Regions from separate parts of the Rattus norvegicus genome. Here region 1 is linked to region 2. A link is a contact called in public Hi-C data. All regions are on one chromosome and are shown on one strand. Each heading gives the region's core, a stretch centred on a gene start, on an enhancer-like site or on the middle of the called end of the contact. The rest is flanking DNA. Distances are from core to core; before and after follow the strand shown. Region 1 has its middle 18 kb from the start of Crybg1. Region 2 holds the start of Cd24 (CD24 molecule).

What was found. A called contact is a pair of places that touch in the nucleus more often than the background predicts.
Region 1: a Hi-C map of hepatocytes shows a contact between it and region 2, with 2.1 times the contacts expected there. The contact joins the enhancer-like site here to the promoter of Cd24 in region 2. A contact is called at or near these places in 5 of 12 Hi-C or Micro-C datasets (Schwann cells, frontal cortex, hepatocytes and 2 more).

Annotation. Positions count from the first base shown.
Region 1 is chr20:49,219,847-49,224,936 of GRCr8, forward strand. No RefSeq gene overlaps it. Among named protein-coding and RNA genes, the nearest start is that of Crybg1, 18 kb to the left of the region's middle. Within about 2 kb of position 1,940, at least 2 of the 93 cell types and tissues checked have an H3K27ac peak or open chromatin away from gene starts, as enhancers often do. A contact at or near this core is called in hepatocytes, where this site is marked.
Region 2 is chr20:48,653,105-48,658,222 of GRCr8, forward strand. It overlaps Cd24 (CD24 molecule), which reads left to right and starts at 3,373. Exons shown (of 2, transcript NM_012752.3): 1 at 3,373-3,516. The coding sequence starts at 3,448.

The DNA.
Region 1 (5,090 bases), core at 690-3,189, 570 kb after region 2:
CCGCAGGCAGGCATCCCTGACCCGTCCCTCTCCCCACCCCATGTCCTCGCCTTTGTGCTTCTGTTAGTAACCCAGCGTATCCAATCGCTGCTGCCTGCCGGGATGTTGACTGAGCTTGTTGACTTGATCTCATGCAGGTAATCACAGTTACAGAGAGCTCACGGGGGTGGGGGGGGGGTGGGGGTGGCACACTGAGTTCACAGGCTCACCAAGCATGGCGTATCTCAGAGAGAGCATTTCAGGGCGCAGCTCCCCGTCCGCCATCTTGTCAATCCTTCCTGTTCCTCTTCCGAGGTGGTACCCGAGCTTTGGGGAGGAGGAGGTTTGATAGCGATGTCAGATTTAAGACTGAATATTCAGCAGATACTTATTCTCATCTCTTTGACAAGTTGCGAGTCTTCGGCGAGTTATGGTAAACGCTGTAGAGAGAAGCTTCTTCGGCTAAGGTTGGGGAAAACACTTGTTGATGAGCACAAATGTCTAGAAGGAAGTTTGGCAGCATCATCATTCACCACAAAAGAGTAGTAGGCTTCTCCCTAGGCCCTCTGACCTTCCGACCCATGGGCTTTTGCACAGATTGACAGTGGAGCAGGACTTAACTCTGATCCAAATGCAGCCGATTACCCCCATAACCTTTGGGCCATTATTGTTTTGGTTTGGTTTGGTTTGGTTTTGTTTTCTGATTTGTTTTGAAGGTCTTGAAGTCTTGATCTTCCCGCTCCAGCCTCCCAGGCGCTGGGTTTGCAAGCTGCTTTGAGTCCTAATAGATGCATCGGTGTAAATAAAATTCCAATCTAAACCATTCTTGCGATCAAGAAGTCCTAAGTTAGGCTGTGTTCTTTGACTGAACAAAAAAGGGGCAGAGGAGATGTTCTGAGCTGAGCATGGTGGAAGATGCCCGTAACTCCAGCTCTGAGGAAGATGAGGGAAGAGGGCTTCGAACCCATGGCTAGCCTTGGTCACAGATAGATCTTGTCCCAGTCGAATACTTGTTTAAAAACAGTTCCGAGGGCATTTCCAGATTGGTGCTTTCCAGCAGCGGCTTCAGGTGCCCTCCACTTTAGAGTTCTCCCTAGCCGACATTCTTTATGAAGGAGCGGATCAAACGGCTCATCTGACCTGCGCCTGCACTGCTGTTTGACATAACCTTAGCCTCATGCTTCATTTAGAAACCAAGCTGGCACTCAGTGTGCTCTCTCTGGTCTTCCTCTAGCAACACTCCTAGATACTACTTTTCACTCGTTCCTAGACTAAATCAAGCTTGCCTCTGTCCTTCCTTTCACACCCGGCATGGTGGTGACAGGATTGGAAGATCTTTGTTTGCTTTGTGACAAGGTCTCCTGTAGCCCAGGATCAAACCAAGTAGCAGATGACTCTGAACTGCCGATCTTTTTCCTGCCACCGTGCTTGGGTTACTTTTAATCTTCACAAATAGAAACCTGCCCAGTATCTGACGCTATGAGTTGGAATCTAGAGTTCTGTAACTTAGGCATGGAAATTCAATATGTGGAAAATAGCAAATGGTGTATTAAAACCAGGCCGACAATCCACTTAGAACAAGCAGTCTGCTTTCACAGGGGGTTACTGTGGAGACGAAGCACTGTGGTGAATGGGTAGGCTATGCCACGGGGAAGACAGCCACAGTAGCACGTGAGGCAGTGTCAACATCTGGCTGCCCCAACACTCAAGCAACTGCCTTTGTTGTGTTCTCCTGACAGTGCATGGAGTTATGTCCCACGGTTCTGGGTAAGGAGACCAACCCACATAGTTCACGGCTGATGCGTGATCTGCATTTGCCTCACCTCCCTCACATCCCTTTTCCAGAACAGGACAGATCTGAATAAATAGCCCAGCGATCTATAATTCACACACCTCCATAAGCATCGCAAATGAGAAGAAAGGTCACTCTTATTTCCTAATGCACTGGTCATGTCCTCTCTTGCAAAACCCCACTCTTCTGTAAGAGTTATGCAATGCCCTTTATTTACTACAGCTACAAAATGCTTATCCCGCATAGCACGCAGATGTGTCACAGCTTAGCTCCAGAGCAGAGCCTCGCGCAGGCAACTTCAAGCATGGGTGTTGCTCAGATTAGTTATTTAGGCCAAGCTAGGGAGGGAGGAATGACAAGGTATGGCCGAGAAACCGTATGAAAATTTATGATGCGTTTTACGAATTAGATCTGAAACCCAATGAGCGATGGTAAAATCCACAGTAAAGCAACTGAGTCTTTTTTTTTTTTCCCTCGTGTGCGTGAGAGTTTGCCTACGTGTATGTACATGGTCTGTGAGAGCAAAAGTCATGTTATAAGTTGTAACTGCTGTGCCTAAGAAAGCATGATACAGAAATGCCTCTAACCTGTAAGCCCCTTGCCGAAGCACAGATACGTCCTGAAATGCCCGAGGCCCTTGCTGATTGGATGAAACGAGCCACGTGTTTTTACTCCCTTAAACAAGCTTGTTGTGCTTGATCTCATGTGGGCAGGTTGTGTGTGAGCAGGATGTACGCTTGTCCCTGATAGAACCTGGCGGGAAATATAGCGGCCCCGCGGCTTTGTCCTTTTAAGCCTCTGAGACATGGAGTTGCATGGCCAAGTACGGACCCATGTAGGGAGCTTGCCGGAGTCCATCCACCTGCCCAGTGTCTAATCAAAGCTTGCTTCAAATTTGGGGTTAAATTTGTGATAGTGGTCTTATTCTGAACTGGTGGGTTTAGCATTTTCTGGAGGACCCAGCAAGATTCAGATCACCTACCCAAATTCTAAAACTGGGCCTTCATCCTGGAACTCTAGGACGGAGAAGCCACGTCAGGAGGCATGTGCCTTGAGGCTGTCCCAGGCTCCGTGGCTGCCTTTGGTTTGCGGATTATTGGGGTGAACTCTCATGCTGAGAGATGTAGCAAGCACCAATAGAGGTCTCCTCATGAGTCACAGTCTGTTCTGTTCTCTGGGATCCTGGTCTAGGGACGTGCAGGGAATTGAAAAGGACCCCAATATTTTCCAGGGCAAATACTATGCCATCACCTGGCTGCCTGGTTTTGATTGGTTAGAATGTTCTATGTCGTGTATGTGGATTGGTCTGCGTTTCTTGGTGGGTCTTTACATTTGGTTACACACATGGATCTGAGACAGAAATAGATACCATTTTTTTTTTGTCTCTGTTGCCACCAGACCCCAACCACTACCGCTGCCATGACTGCTTTTAGGGAAGGGGCTCAGATTTATTTCCAAGTTCTTGGTCACTGAATTCAGGTCTGCAGGAACCCAGATGTCTTTTGGGTGTGCATAATGTTGGAGTTGTTTTATATTTTCTACTTTACTGAAAAGCTGGCTCTTGAGTCGGTTTATGGCTCTCCCTTCTCTAGACCCAAGCATGTTTAAAACTTTGATCAATGTCCTGTGTTGGTCAATTCACCTGGCAGTGTGACAGAGAGAAAAGAGCAAAGCAGGGCAGCCAAAAAAACTAGACTGTGTTAATGTGAACATTTGGTGCCTCAAGATTTGTAAGTTAATTTTGTTGAGTATGGTTAAAAATCTGTAACATTTGTGGGAAAAGTTAAGTAAAACTCGTAACAGAATTGATAGTTAAAAAATGTATGCATTAAGTGATCTTAAAGGAACCATGTGACACGATTCCATTGTGGGGTATAAGTAACATGTGGCTTGCCACCATCTTTAGGCAACCACGTGGCTGGTTGTCATCACTGATAGGGTTGGAAAGGGTAGATGTCATGTGACTTCACCACCATCTTTGGGCAGCCATGTGTGAAATGGAAATTTCTGGTTTCTTTGGAGACTCAGTTGTGTCATGTGCTGTTTTTCTGGAAGCAATGTTTTGCTGAAGCAGACATGAGAGGGTGTTTTGTTGAGAACAGACCCATGGTGGTGTTTTTCTGGAAGCTGCCTTATAAAAGGGCATGTGATATTTTGCTGGAGCAAATGCTTGAGGGGTTTTGTGGTGTTTAGAAAGAATATACATATAATCCCACTTAGAGGGAGAGAACTCTCTCACACTGGTTCACCTTCGCAACGCTTTGCTGGCCTTCTCGGACAATGCTGTTGCATTGGTTCACCTACACAATGCTTTGCTGGCCTTCACGGACAATGCTCTTGCATTGGTTCATCTTGCAACAGTTTGCTGGTCTTCACTGATCTTTGACTGCTGTGGCTTATTAGAGAGAAAAGTGCTAAAGAACTTCTCATGGTATTCTGACTGCTTCTTGCCACTTCCTCAGTCTTGTGCCAATTTGCAGGAGCCTTGCAGTTTCTTCTGGATTGAGCAACTGATATTTATTCATATTTGGTGTTTTGGACTGGTCTGCTGATATCCTGACAACAAAGATCAGAATTGCCCCTGAAGAACTAATTCTAAAAAGGTCCACAACCCTCATTTCCTACTAACTTTTCCTTTTCCCTTTCTCTGGAAGGAAGGTTGAAGTGTTTAAGAACATTTATTAGTGTAGGTCTTGTAAGCCTACACATGTGGCTGAAAGCCATCTTTTCTAGGCTTAGAGAAGACAGATGTTCACAGCCATCTTGATTAAAGATGACCACATGGGCTGACCCAACTAAGAAGGTAACAATAGATCTCTAAGACATTTTGGGTTAGGATGGACTTTCATGTGATAATTCCTGTCATGCAAACAGAGATTTTGAAAGATAGGATTTTTAAAAGAAATGCCTGTTTAGTAAAGTATTAAAGCTATACACCCACGCATTCCCATGTAAGAAGGTACCTTGTATTGGCAGCCAAACTTTGTAGCATGAAAGCAATCCAGGTGGTATTGATTTTAAAGATATGAAGGAGCCATGGAGAACAGCAGAGGCTTGCCCGTGTGTGACAGGGATGGGTTCTCACAGAAGATCCAGATGCAGTCTTGGAGATGTCTGTGTCACGTGAGAGTCACCAGGGATACCACCCACAGTGAAATGGAGCCAGCTTGGATCTAGAAAGCAGGCTAAGTATATGCTGCCGAGGGTGGGGCCAGAGCGGTGACCCAAGCCCCTCAGAAAAGCCCATAGGATTATGAACGAATCCCAAATACTAAGCATTGAATTGTCTGCACTATCAGAACTTTGTTCTGCCTCCTAT
Region 2 (5,118 bases), core at 2,123-4,622:
GGCCACTTGTAGCACCAAGCTACGTCATCCGCCCTGACTCCTGTCCTTTTCAACAGAAACCTGGATGAGGAAACTTTGTAACTTTAGAAGTGGCAATCATAAATGGGTTCAGCAGCTGTGGCCAAGTTTGTTAACTTCTCTGTGTCTCAGAATAAAAATGATACGGACGCCACCTGTGTTGTTGACCTTACAGATGCATAAACAAAATGCCACACAAGGGCATTTCAGGCCACACAGCCCCACAGATGGCTCGGCAGGAGAAAGGTGCTCACCATCAAGCCCGATGATTGGAGTTCGAATCCTGAAACCCACATGGTAGAAAGACAACATATCCTCTGACCTTCGCATGTGTGCTGGGGCACAAGTAACCCCCACACCCCCAACAATAATAGGTAAGGAAGTAAGGAAGAAAGTAAATAATAAATAAATGGGACAGGCAGGGAGAGAAAAGAAAAGAAAAGGAACACCATATACAAAGACGCTCAGGAGGAAAAGGTGCATGAATTAAAGGGCCACAGGGTAATGCCACGGCAACATCAGCGGCAGCTCAGTGTGTCCTGTGTGCAAGCGCTCTGCTAAATGTTGTTAGGGCCGCATCCCTGACAGGAGTTGTACTCTAGGTGTTGGAAGCGGGGAAGCTCACTGAAGTCAGACAGGATCTTAGGAACTGGCAGAACAGGCTGGACCCAGGGTCCCTTGAGTGATTCATCTGTCTGGTGGCCAGCCTTCCTCTCCATTGAGCACAGGGGAATTGTACGTCTTGCCATTACATTTTACTCAGGACAGGACCAACATCCAAAATGCCCAGAGTGCTGTAATCCCCATCTTTCTGGAGGCTGAGGTAGAAGGATTCAGAGTTCAAGGCCAGCCCAAGCTACCCCGGGACTGTCAAACAGCAACAAGAAATTTAGACAATTTCATGAAAAAAAAAAAAAAGAAGAAAACCGATCTTATTAATAATAATATATAAACAAGCAGTTTCAAAACCACTCCACACTAGCTTCTTAGTAAAATGTCAATTGGACATTTTCTGAAGAAAAACTGAGGTAAGTGGTAAGGTTCCTTTTAGTAGTGACTTGAACTGTCATTGGCTAAGAGAAAAGCAAACTGTGGGACGCTGGAGGAGAAGGAAGAATGCTCACCAGAGCCAGCTGGAAGCAGAGCTTCTAGAGTCTTATACTTGAGGCTTTGGGTCATAGGTCAGGACACCCTCCTCTGGGCACAGAATGGCTAACATCCTGTGAACACAAAGTTCCAGGGGCCCTTCTGGGCAGATAGGGAAAGGGGCCTTGCTCCAAATTCTGCGGAGGACACGAGTCCTGTACACCTCATCAGTTTGGGGCTGCGGCTCAGCTTGTTTCAAGTCACACAGAGAGGTCAACAGAGAAGGTAGATGCTTTCTGTTTCCTGCTACCTCCGCCAAGGAGCAGATGCCAAGGGAGAGAGCTCAGAGGCAGGCACTGGAGCCCTTATAGACACAACAGTCCTTTGTTGTTTGTTTTTGAGGGTCTTGCTTTGGAACCGTGGACAGCCTGGAACTTGGTCATGTAGACCAGGCTGGCCTTGAACTTGCGGCAGCGATCTTCCCACCTGTGCCTTCTGAGAGCTTGGATTCCAAGCAAGCATTACCACCGCTGGCGTACAGCAATTACTCAATAACTCATTGGCTACAGTAGCACCGTCCGCTCCGTTTTACAGGGGAAGACGCCCCAGCATTTTGCTCGCAGTAAAAAAAAAAAAAAGTCTCACAGCATTTGAGCCAGGATACCTGGCTCCAGAGGCTGTATTGTTGGCTACCTCACCAGCACATTTCCTTAAGCTAATACCAAGAGAAGGGGCGGGAGACGAAGTAAGAGGAAGGAGGGGGAAGAATGGAGAACTGAGGAGAGGGGCAGAAAAACAATCGGAGGGCAAAACCTGGAGCAACAGCAGGAGAAGTCCCCTAGTCTGTCCCGGAGAAGCTCTGAAGACCCGGGCGGGCGCTTGGGATTAGGCGCCACCCTCGGTGAGGAGCCGGGAGCTGGGCACAGAATGACCTTTCTATACAGTGTGGTAACTGTTAGACAGGAAAGTTCACTGGCGCTATACAGAAATTCCTGTGTGTCCAAGCACATCTCACACGTGGAAAGTTACTGAGCGGCTGTGGCTGACCCGGTAAGGCTCAGGCCAACGCAGCCACAAACCGACGACTACGGAGTCCATTGTCAGCCTGCACCCATAAAACTCTGCTTTTACGAGGCTGTTCTGCAAAAAATTGAAATTTAAACAAATTTCCACCGTTGCTAGGTTTGTTTTGTTTGGCTTTTTACGGGCCGCAAAACACGTGGGCTACCACTTTAAATAGGAAGGTCCAGAACCCTGTGATTAAAATTTAAAAATATTCCACCACTAAATAATTTTCAAATTTGCTTTTGAGTTCTCACAAAGGAAGAGGGTCGAAAGAAAGATTCCATTAAAACGTACAGACCGATGACTGCTCTTTTTGCATCGGTTCGTCAAAATGACTTACACGGCAGCTATGGAGGAAAATGGCTTGAGCAAGTACTGGGCAGAACAAGCGCGTCCCCAGAAACGTGGAGATTATTTGGACCGAAACTCAGTCCCTCTCAGTGTCCCGCCCCGTGGCCGTGCGCAGTTGGCTGTTCCCTAGGTCCGGGTGGATGCTGCGGGGGGTTTGCCCGGGTGCGCTCTGCTGAATGCAGCACTAGACCAGCTCAAAACACAAAGCAAGCAGCCGAGCGAGGGGCGGCCGCCCAGCCGAGCATACTCACGGCTGGGGTCCGGGATCCCTGCGATCCCTGCGATCCCTGCGATCCCTGCGGTGCAGCCGCCAAGGGACAGCGCGAGGCGGCGCCGGGTCTGCTCGCCAACCCCACGCGCCACGGCCCAGGGACCTGCCAAGCCTGCCCAGTTCCCCCCTGCAGCGGGCACTTGAGAAAACCCAGCCCCGAGCTCCGCGCAGTCTGCGCGGCGCCCGCGGCTTCGACTTTTCCTGTTGGGGGGTAAGATGGCAGGGCCGGGGAAACAAAGGAAACTTAGGCCGGGCGGCGTGTGTGGTTCGTGTGCTCGCCCCGGGTCCCGTGTGGGAGTCGCCAGCGCCTGTGCACGCTGCCCGCCCCGGGAAACCCTAGCTGGGTCACAGCCCCGGGCGTCCGCCCACCTGCCGCGCTGGCCGCCTCGGGACATCCCAAGTCACCCGGGCGGGCTCCGAGCAGGCGGCGGGGGAGGGGGCGAGAGCGGCGCAGGGGGGTGGGGAGCGGGGAGGCGGCAGGGTAGGAGGAGAGCAGGGGTGGGCGGGCGCCGCACGTCACGGCTATTGTGGCTGTCCCGGTATATAAGGTCCCGCCGGCCGGCCGCGCTCCCCACCTTGCCTGCGTCCGCGCCAGCCGAGCACATCTCCACGCACCGAGCATCCAGAGAGTCGCGCCGCGCGCCGACGGAGCGGACATGGGCAGAGCGATGGTGGTCAGGCTAGGGCTGGGGTTGCTGCTTCTGGCACTGCTCCTACCCACGCAGGTGAGACCCTGCTCTCGGTGTGGCGTGGGGCCGCGTCCTGGGGGCGTGTGTGTGTGTGTGTGTGTGTGTGTGTGTGTGTGTGTGTGTGTGTGTGTAGCAGGGGTGAAGTCCCTACCTCCGGCCACGCACAGGGGTAGGGAGAGAATTTTATGTGACTTGGGGAACTCGTGGAGTGGACTCCCTAGAGAGAGCCCCCCCTCCCCTCCCACGGAGGGTCTTCGAGCTCCCTGCGAACCACACAAAGAGAGGGGACGGTCCCCTTCGGGGGAGCGTGGCACACGCCCATTCTCCACCGTCCAAACTGGTTTGGAGATCGCCCAGGAATCCCTGGTTGTGGCTCTGTCTTCCACCGGGGGTTCTCAGTCCTGAAGCTAGGGACCTCCCGACGCCACAAACTCCCGCGGTGCGACCCCACACCTCCATCCCTGGCCACCTTAGGGGCCCCATCTCAGCCCAGACCCAATGGCACTGTAGAGACGGAGGGCAGGACTCCAGTGTCCCGATTCTCCGCCAGGCTTTGTCCTAGTCCACAGCCGTTTCCTCTCTTAGATTTGTCCCGGGTACAGATCTCACCCCCCAACACCATGGGTGGCGCTGCTCTAGCTGCCTTAGCGAAAGGGTGAAGGAGCCGCGCCCAGAATGAGACCTGAGCCTGGGAGACCAGGGCGGGACTCGGAGAAGCAGACCGTGGCTTTCCACAGCCTTCGGTTCGCTCAGGGATGTCCCTCGGGCTTCGCCCCTGAAAAGTTGGGCGCGCCAGATTTTCGGACCCTAGAGATCCAGGCTCCGGGCTCACCTGGGAGAGCAGCCCAAGAGCTTGGAGCGCGCTTCGTCTTCCCCATCTCAGGCAGGGTAACTGTACCCCATTGTCTTCTCTGTGGGTTGGCTGTGCCCCGGGGCCTTTCTCAGTCCTCCCGAACCCCCATCTAGGAGGGGCTCAGCATCCCGAAACTGGTTGGTCTCACCCGGATTCCCTTCTCAGCTCCCTTCCCCATAGAAATGTTGAGAGGGAGGTGTTGGTTAAGCAAATCAAGGGAGCTTGGTGGAGAACTGTTAAGTGCCAATTTAATAATTAACATGTAAAAATTGGTTGTTGGTGTTGGAGAGGACCTCTAGACACAGATTGAGCATTGGGCTCCGTTACTATTATTATTATTATTATTATTATTATTATTATTATTATTATTTAGGGTTTTTTTTTTGTCACCTGCAGTAGTAAAAGATCTTTGTAAAAATAAAGAACGGTTACTTTCGGGTACCCATAGGACAGGCTCCGTGTTTTAAACAACTTAGCATATTAAGGTTTTCCTTTTTTTTTTTTTTTTTTTGTGGGAATGCCACTTCCTGATCGGACAGGGTCTTATCTTGACACACAGTAGGCCCCCAGTAAGTCTAAGTGTCTGGATCAGGATTTTGGTGTGCGCAAATCTACTTTGGATACGATTTGCACATTTCTTTAGTCAATATTTGCTTAATGGCCTTACGGCTGGAGAACAAAAGGAGCTAATGCAGACACAGGCGGGCTTATCTTGGGATCCAGGGGCGGCCGAAAGTACCTGTGGCTAGATTCTTTACTTGGTGCCACGTCGCCCTCCCTCTTGC